Regions from separate parts of the Rattus norvegicus genome. Here region 2 is linked to region 1. A link is a contact called in public Hi-C data. All regions are on one chromosome and are shown on one strand. The core of a region is the stretch at or near the end of the contact, and the rest is flanking DNA. Distances in the headings are between cores, read along the strand shown.

Region 1 (4,613 bases), core at 1,278-3,777:
AAAGATTAATAGCTACAATTTTGAAAATCCAACATAAAGAAAAATGTAAACTTGATATTAAGAAATTATTGCTTTGTTTGGCTTGATTTAAAAAAAAAAAAAAACTTTGTGCTCCGTAGCCTAGACTGGCCTCAAACTCATGTTCCTCCTGCTTCAGCCTCCTTTGTATTTAGATTACAGGTGTTCTGACTTTTATTACTGCTTTATTGTGGTGTGTACGTCTGCTGTGAGAGGGCACACATGTTGAAGTAAATTTGTAGAGCGGATTCTCTCCTTCCACCTCTGCCTGCACCCCAGGCTTCAAACGCAGGTAATCAAGTCTTTTACTAGTTTTTCAAGGCACAACACTGTTGTGCTATATTATTTGGGGGTTTCCACCCCACCTCAGATCATTTACTCCCCAAATAAAAGACGCAAACCTTTATGTTTATAATAAACCTTAAAGCACGGGCGCTGGGCAGGTGTCAATCCTCTACACTGTTTGTCTGTTTTCTTGTCAGTAACACCAAGATATCACTTGCCACTTTCCACCTAGGCCACCCCCACTCCAACAGGCCGGCCCTTGTGGCTACGTGCTCATAATCCACACCACCCCATGGCCACCTCTCCACCCTCCCTTCCTTCTCTCTTCTTTTCTGTGCCTGAGAGCCCAAGCCTGGGAACCTTCAGCCCTGCCTACCTCTGCCCAGCTACAGGCCGTGGGCATCTTTATTACCCAGTCATGAATTCACAAGAGCTGGCATAGTTGAGGACCTGCTTGTCTTGGAGCAACCAAGTGTTGGGATACAGTTTTTAGCATTTGAATACATACCACACAACAATGACACTATGATTTAATGAAGATTCCTTTTTCTAATCAATGATAAAATAATGCCACAGCTGTGCATCAAATAACTGGGTGCGGGGACAGACTCGTGGACAGAGCAAGATCGGCCATGGGTTACTCCCAGGATAACCACGGGTGCAGAAGATATCTGGAAGCAGGCATGTTTCCATGTGAGAAAGACAGGGTGGCCAGCATTACTGCCAATGATCATAATCTACCTCCCACCCTCAACAGCTTCTCCACCTGAACTTTCTAAAATTGGTGACATCATCCAGTTTAAAACCAGATAAAAACCTAATGATGAACCTGGATGCTGCACTCCCCCCAACACACACACACACACACACACACACACACACACACACACACACACTCACAGACTCACACACACTCACTCTCTCTCACACTCTCTCACACACACACTCACATTCTCTGTCTCTCACACACACACAAACTCACACACACACAGACACACAGATACACACGCACTCTCACACACACTCACTCACACACACACACTCACATTCTGTCTCTCTCTCACACACACACACTCACAGATACACACACACTCTCTCTCTCACACACACACTCACTCTCTCACACACACACACTCACTCTCTCTCACACACACACTTGCTCTGTCTCTCTCTCACACACACAGACACACACACTCACACACACACTCTCTCACACACACTCTCACACACACATACACACACACACAGACACTCTCACACACACACACTCACACACTCTCTCTCACACACACACACAAACTCACACACACACTCACAAGCTCCCCAAGTTCATTAACATTCCCTCCTCTCTTTTATTAGTGCTGTATTAGTTCAGTCTTTCATCCACCATGCAGCCTTCTTCCTAAACACTCTCCCTCACCATAACCACCACAGCGCTCTTCCTAAATTCAGCATGAAACTACCGTCACAAGCATCAATCCTCAAATATGACTAATGGGACAGTGTCAGTTAAGCTTACCACGATGAGGTTATCCTATAGTACAAATTCCGAGTGTCTACAGACCTTGCACAAACTGTAGAAAAAGTCTCCTTCAGGGGGACCTTTCTTTGGGATGACACTGCCACATCAGTGTGTACCCAGAGCCCCTCAGTGCTGCCCCCTCCTCTTTGTGTTCCTCTCACTAAAAGAGACCTCTCAGAGTGACTCAGAGGAGGTGCAGAGGCCTCTACAGCGCTTGGGATCTATAGAATAAGATTTATAGAAAATAAATTCCCCCCCAGCACGTACTTGTAATCCCAGCACAGGGGTATCAGGACCCCGTTTCAATCGCTACACTGAAGATTACAAATAGTTTCTCAGAGTTAACTCTAATTTAATGTGATGAGTATGCTTTGCTGATACCAGAGTTCTGGCCTACTCTACTTTTCTGGAACAACTGTGCATGACTATTCTCTCTCTAAACCTGTAGGATTCCCTTATACGGTGCACTCAAGACCGCCTTGCACATTCAGCCTGCCTCACTCCATTCCGCCGCGAGGTGGCAGGAGGCTCACCGATGCCCGGAGACTTCTGCCGGGATCCAGTGACGTCACGCAACCCTGGCGATGATTGGTTGCTTCACCGATGACCTTAAGGGGAGGAGTCAGTGGCAGAGCCGGAAACACCGGGAACAGCGAAAGCCACGTCCCGAGACCGGGCGTGCGCACTCCGAGGATCCCAACCGCTGTAGAGGCCTCTGCACCTCCTCCTCTGGCCTGAGGGGGGCATACCCGCGTCTACAGACGCGGGGCGCAACCTGCCGAAAGGGGTCACACCGCTGGGCGAGAGCTAGGGGAGGAGTCACCTTGAGAGGAGCGGTCACAATGATTAGCCGAGTCACTCTGAAAGGTCTCTTTTAGTGAAAGGAACACAAAGAGGAGGGGGTGCAGCACTAAGGGGCTCTGGATACACACTGATGTGCCAGTGTCATCCCAAGGAAAGGTCCCCCTGAAGGAGAGCGGGCTCCGAGGGGCAGCGGCCTTTGAGGGGGAGGGATCCTGTCGAGGGGTGGGCTGTGACGGAGGGCGGGACTTTCTTGCAGGTGCAGGCTTCCCCTAAGAGGGTTATTAGGACAAAGAAGTAGGAGGGTGGTCACCGGGCGGAGCGCAGGAATCTCAACTTTACTCAGGGGAATGGAGATGGAGTGAGGAGGGGTCGGGGCAGGTCAGGGATGCGGAGGCCAGAGGCTCCCTACAGCCCTGGGTACCACGACCGGAGAAAACAGGTGTTAGCGAGCCCCGAGATTTAGGGTGTCGGGGTCAGAAGCCCCTTGAAATGGGCAGTCGGAGTGGGGCGCAGACTGGGCAGGCAGCGGGCTTGATCCGTGGAGCCCAGGGCGCAGGAGAATTCGCGCCTGCAGTCAACCCTTAAGTCGTCCTGTTATTCACGCCCCGGCCTACGCGCCGGGACGCACCTGAGGGGGCGTGGCCGGGCCACAGCTCGGGCTCCAAGGAGTTAACCGCAGACCGGGCCCGGCCCCGCCCCGGGCAGGCCGCGCAGCCTGAGCCCGGCGGCGAAGCGGAGCAGCAGCCGCCCGCGGGGAGCCCGCCGCCGGCGCCCGGGAGCGCCGCCGCCGCCCGGCCCAGGCCCAGGCCCAGGCCCCGCGCAGAGCGGAGAGCCGCGGCGTTCCACCAGGCCCAACTCGCCGGCGCGGCGGGGGCGGGCCCAGGACCTTCGGCAGGTCCTCCCGGAGTCCGCCGGGCGGGAGTCCCGGCACCCGGGATCAGGTTGGGCCGGCGCCCATGGCGAGCGCGGCCTGCCCGGGTCCCGGGGATCCGGCCATGTGAAGCAGGCCGGGGCTGGGGGCCCGGCCATGGCCGGGGAACGGCCACCGCTGCGGGGCCCCGGGCCCGGAGAGACTCCGGTGGAGGGGCCGGGGGGCGCAGGCGGAGGCCCGGGCCGGGGCCGGCCCTCCTCCTACCGGGCCCTCCGCAGCGCCGTGTCCAGCCTGGCGCGCGTGGACGATTTCGACTGCGCAGAGAAGATCGGGGCTGGTTTCTTCTCTGAGGTCTATAAGGTAGGACTCGCAGAGAGGACAGAGGGGCGGGACCGAGCCTTGGACGGGAGGCTAGAACTTAGGGGCCCACAGCCTGGGTTAAGAGATCCGACTAGGGCTAGCCACCTAACCTGCAGGGCACACACCAATCCTTGCCTCCCCCAGGTTCGGCACCGACAGTCGGGACAAGTCATGGTGCTGAAGATGAACAAGCTCCCCAGTAACCGGAGCAACACTCTAAGGGAGGTGCAGCTGATGAACCGGCTCCGGCATCCTAACATCCTCAGGTGAACGGCCTAGCCTCTTGCTGGGCAGCTTGTGTGCTGGGAGGGAAAGTTCCCTCAGGAAAGGAGGGAGATGCGGTCCCCCACGCCACCCCCCTCTTACAGCCTATCCTATCCTTTTCATCGACTTTCAGGTTCATGGGGGTCTGTGTGCACCAAGGGCAGCTGCACGCGCTTACAGAGGTAAGCATTGAGCATAGGCCAGGAAACAGGGAAGGAAGGCACCACACCTCCAAGTGAAAGTGTCAGTCAGTGATCTTGGTGGATCTGCTAGGAAATTAAAAAGAAGCCACCTGCCTGCCCAGGACCTCAGGACCTCCTCCAACTGGAGGCTTCCTGAACTTCTCTTTTGGGCAAACCACTTATTAGAATCCTCAGCTGGAGTTATTCCGTCTATATCCCTGGGAACAGTGCTGGCCTGCCAACACAGGATCCCCTAACTACACATGGAGTAGCCTAAAGCAAGAGCTAGTGTAACAGAAGAATGTCT
Region 2 (4,883 bases), core at 2,319-4,818, 130 kb after region 1:
CCACCAGTGCACCAGGCCCACTGCCCAGCTCCCAGTGTCTTGCCTTCCATTATGTGCCTTTTCCCCCATGCATTCTGCACGGCCCACGGTGGGAAGGCCCGAGGCCAAACTTTCAGTGGCCAGGAAGCTCGTTGAGATGAGTAAGATCTAGACTCTGCTTTCTGTAGGTTGCCAGCCTTCCAGGTGGGTGGAAAAGCTAAATACAGAGCTACTGAGAAGGCAGGCTGTTAAAGGAGCCAAAATGTGTACATTCGGAAAAGGGATCCGTAGGCTAGGGAAGGGGGAGTGAAGGATCCATGAAAGCTATCATTTGAAGTTAGAATTTTAAGAACATGAAGATAGTAAGAAGTAACAGCGATGTGTCATTTATTGACTATACGTTAATTGCAGTATACACATAATTTCAGTTAACCCTTACAACAACCCTGCAAGGTAGGTGTCATTATCTCCGTTTTTACAGATTAGGAAACCGAGGGAGGCTCCAGAATGTTAAATGCTTTTCCAAAGTACTTGTCCAAGTAATAAGGGTGAAGCCAAAATCCAAACCCAGGTCTCTCTGCCTCCAGAGCCCCAGCTCTCTCCATTAGGTCAGTCGAAGATGAGTCAAAGGTATCGTCCCAGGCACAGAGAATAGCATTAGCAAAGGTGGAGAGGCAGGAAATCGTGGAGGAGCGCCCAGGAAAGTGAGTAGGCAAGCTGGCTGAAGAACGGGGCACCTGCAAGGGAGCAGCGGTGGGGAAGTCAGGGTTAAGACGGAAAGGCAAAAGCAGAGAGAAGAATATGAGGAACCTAACTGACTAGAGGGGAACAGGAGGCCAAGGAAGCTTTAAACAGCGACACCCCCAGAACTGGGTTTTAGGGCAACTTTGGGGCCAAGTTAGGAGGACAATGTATTAGTACAAGAGATAATAAAGCCAGAGTTAAAGTTGCATCGGGAGGAAGTTGCCATTCAGAAGAAAAGTGGAACTGACATATGAGACTCTTCTGTCAAATCCCAGAAAACTGAGGCCCACGTTAGCTTTCTATGACCAGTACCCATTTACTGACAGCTTCAGTTTAACATAACCAGGGAAGGGGGTGGGATTAAGTTAGGATGTGGGAATGAAGCTGTGAGGGAAAGGGATGTGATATGAAGTATTCACAGGCAGGGGCACAGAGGTGGGGTTACTGACAATGTCAGGCTGACTGGGGATGACAGGGTGATGGTAGGAAACTGACACATGATGAGCGACTGAGCCAGGAGGGGAGGGAGAAGCATGAGTCCATGCATGCTGACTAAACTGGGGATGACAGAGTGGGTTCGGAGGCCAGGTCAGGAGCTTCAGGAGAGCTGGGGATGTGGTAAGCAGCTAAATTAGGCTACGGTGTGAGAGTGAGAAGACTCTGACAGCGTCTAAACAATGCTGGAGGAGAGGCAGCAAGGGGCAGAGCCAGCGGCTGAAACAGGCTGGGGAAGGGACAGTGTTGTGGTCAGTGGCAGGGTCAAGCTGGGAGTGACATGGGGGTGTGGTCAGCGGCCTGGCTGGGCGTGGGATCAGTAAGACCAAGTTTCCTCTTTGGGTATCATTTCCTCTTTTCTGTTGGGGAGTGGGGGAAGGGGATCTACAACTGGACCTAGAAGTTAAAGGAGGCTCAGAAACCAGGGGGTACACATAGGAGGAGCGTTGGGGAGGGGGGTATTTAGCAGCTGACCAGGTGGTGTGCAAGCATGAGAAAGTGCTTCCCAATGATGGGGAAGCTCAGGTTTGAGTGATGGGGAAGGAGGATGGTAAGTGGCTCAGATGAACAGCAGGGGGAGAGCAAGCTAAAGACCATGGAAATATCTATAAGGAAGCATAAAGGTGTGCAATGTAGAGACAGAGAAGGCAGTGTGTGGAGAATGAGGGAGGCTGTGGAGTAAAACTGTCACCATTCAGTGGGCAGTGTTTTCTTGGTCAGCTTCCCCTCAGTCACAGGCCTCATCTTCCCATTCCCCACTCAGGACCTTGTTTGAGTCTCTTTGCATTTTCCACTTCCCACCTAGCAAACAACAGAGTCCAGAAACCCTGTCTCCCAGTGATGGTGGCCCCTGGAAGTCTTGGGCTTAGGCAGGAGAGTAAAGAAAGTGGAGTCCCAGATGCTGGCAGTTCTAGCTGACATCCAGAGCTCTGTCATCTCTTTGGATAAAAGGAGCCTCTGTGATCACACAGGAATAAGAGAGCTCACTACAAAACAAAGGCAGCTACTTGCTGCCCAACTTCTTACATTTTACCTGTTCAGCTGTAGCTGCAGCCTTGACTCTGATGCTATCACTAATTCCTAACATTAATCCTGACTTTATTTTGTATCCTAATTCCCTATATTTTGACACTTACCCCTTTCCTAGCACACAACCATACTAATCTGGCTTTTATTTTTAGGCCCAAATCCCCTAACTTTAACCCTAAATACTGCCCCTCTCCCCAGTCCTAAAGCTCATTTCTACCTTGATTCTTAATTCACCTTCTCACTGTTTATTCTTAATACTGACCATGACAATGGCCTTTAATCCCTGAAACGAGCTTCTAAGCCAATTCCTGTTGTTGATCCTTAACCCGATCCTGTACACTGACTTATGCTGGTCATTCCAGAAAATAATGACCTCAGTTTAAATGTCACAAACACGAAAGAGACTTGACTCATGCATGTTTAAAATGTAGTCCAGCTTCTTAACTTCTAATGGGATCCTTGCTTCCTAAACCCGACGCACCTAACTCAAACTCACCCAAAGTTTTCCTAACCACATACTCACTATCGGCTAACACCAAAGCCCATCCCCGCCCAATGCCTCACTGCCACCCCATTTCTACCCGTCCCAAAAACTATCCGAGACAGAGAACTGTCTACTCCCGCGAAAAGGGCCTGTCTCTCGCAACACGGCTGGCTTAATTTCAAACCTAAACTGAAACGTACTGTACCCTGACCTCCCCAACCGGACACAGGATATGCAAGAGGATTGGGGGCCCCGCCCGCCGCTTCCCGGGCCGGCCTGATCCCGCAGCCCCACCTAGAACCTCAGCCCAGCCCGTCCGGCCTACCTGCGCTGCCCAGCTCTGCGCCCCGCCCTGGGCCCGCTACCCGCTCGTTCTCCCGGTCGCTTTGGGGCTCCGGCCTCGCCCTCCCTTCGACACACTCTCGTCCACTTCCGTCCTGGAAACGTCCCCCACCCGCCGGCGGTCCGCTCTATGGTCGCAGAGACTGCAGGAAGCTGCTCTGGCCGCAGCTCTCGATGCTCGGGCTCCCGCGAAGCCTGGCCGCCCCTCCCCGGCAGGAAGCGAGGGTGCAGAGCACTGGAGAGAACGCCCGAACTAAACGGGAGTTCCCTTTTAGACTCTTAGGGTTTTTTTAATAGCTCGCGGCGAAGGCGGATCCGGATCCTCAGAATCCCCGCCCTGGGGCGTGGGAAGCTGAAGGGACATCCCCATAATTTGCATAGCCCCTGGGACGTGGCGCACTACACAAGCCACTTCCGAGTTGGAGGGAACTCCAAGTCCCAGGATTCCACGGGACTATGTGCATCACTTCCGTTATGTTGGACGCTGAGGGGAATAGAAGCTGAGAGGCGGGTGTGGCATATAGAGTAACAGCTAGGCCCTGGTCCGGGAGTGACTAAGGTTAAGTCGATGCGACTTGACAGACTGAGGGGTCGTGCCTAAGGTTCGGAGATTGGATCTGCGCAGAGGAGTTTCTATCCATAAATATTCCAAATGGATCCTGGTGGTCAGGACCTGCTAGCTTTGGATCCTGGTGATCAGGACCTGCTAGCTTTGGATCCTGGTGATCAGGACCTGCTGGGCTTCCTGCTAGAGGAAAGTGGAGATTTGTGGGCTGCGACTGAGCAGGACATAGAGACTCCCCTGGACTTGGAGCTGTCGCCTTCCGAGGTGGGTGGGTGTTCTGAGTGGGGAAGCTAGCGATGTCCCTGAGACCCAAGGTACAGAGATAAAACAAGGCCTTTGATTTTGTTAGAACTCCGTGCAAGAATTGAGCGACTGGGAGGTAGAGGATTTACTGAGCTCTCTGCTCAGTCCCTCGTCATCGCCGGATGTTCTCAACTCTTCTAGTTCTTCTATTCTCCATGATCACAACTATTCCCTTCCACAGGAGCACGTCTCCATAGATCTAGGTGAGTGTGAAATGTTAAGTTATGGGGAAAGAGAGAGCTCACTGAACTTGCTAGCCCTACTTTCGCTTTTGCAGATCCTGGGAGCTTTGAAAAGGAGGGGTTCCGCATGAATCCATTGCGTGTGGAGGAGACAGCAGCAGAGCAGGTACTGGGCTTGGTGTTTCAGGATTACCTCACTTTGCAGCGGCCAAGAATCCCCCATACTGCTCTGACATCACCATGCAACTCTGCTCTCTTCCTCCAACCTTAGGAACTTTCTACACTGATACTGACGGAGGAAGAGAAAAGGCTTTTGGAGAAGGAGGGGCTCACTCTGCCCTCAACACTTCCTCTCACTAAGGTAAGGCTTCTGGTAGTAGAGCAAAAGCTGGAGGGGGATTGTATAACCCAAGTAGGCAAACTCAGTTTATTTCATATCGATCACTTACAAAAGGACTGAGGTCAGAATGGAAGCTGATAGTGGGAACCTGGGACGAGCAGATACCAGGGTAGATCCTGGTCTTGTGGCGCTGATATACATTTTGGCGTTCCTTTCAAAATTATCAGTGTATGGCTTTGTAGGAAAAGGCCTTGCTTAACTCCCAGGACCCACGTGATGGAAGGAGAGACCCCCATGTACAAAAGATAATTTTTTTTTTTTGTTCTTTTTTTCGGAGCTGGGGACCGAACCCAGGGCCTTGCGCTTCCTAGGTAAGCACTCTACCACTGAGCTAAATCCCCAGCCCCAAGATAATTTTTT

The links. Hi-C and Micro-C count contacts between places; a contact is called where the count stands out from the background.
Region 2: a contact with region 1 is called in a Hi-C map of Schwann cells, with 3 times the contacts expected there. The contact joins the promoter of Creb3 here to the promoter of Tesk1 in region 1. A contact is called at or near these places in 6 of 12 Hi-C or Micro-C datasets (Schwann cells, frontal cortex, liver and 3 more) and 1 of 1 datasets of contacts at active chromatin or transcription factors (oligodendrocytes).

Annotation. Positions count from the first base shown.
Region 1 is chr5:62,485,236-62,489,848 of GRCr8, forward strand. It overlaps Tesk1 (testis associated actin remodelling kinase 1), which reads left to right and starts at 2,528. Exons shown (of 10, transcript NM_031578.2): 1 at 2,528-3,860; 2 at 4,005-4,126; 3 at 4,258-4,306. The coding sequence starts at 3,657.
Region 2 is chr5:62,610,084-62,614,966 of GRCr8, forward strand. Creb3 (cAMP responsive element binding protein 3) reads left to right here and starts at 3,569. Exons shown (of 9, transcript NM_001395632.1): 1 at 3,569-3,902; 2 at 3,988-4,144; 3 at 4,219-4,289; 4 at 4,395-4,484. The coding sequence starts at 3,726. It overlaps Tln1 (talin 1), which reads right to left and starts at 3,604. Exons shown (of 57, transcript NM_001039025.2): 1 at 3,057-3,604.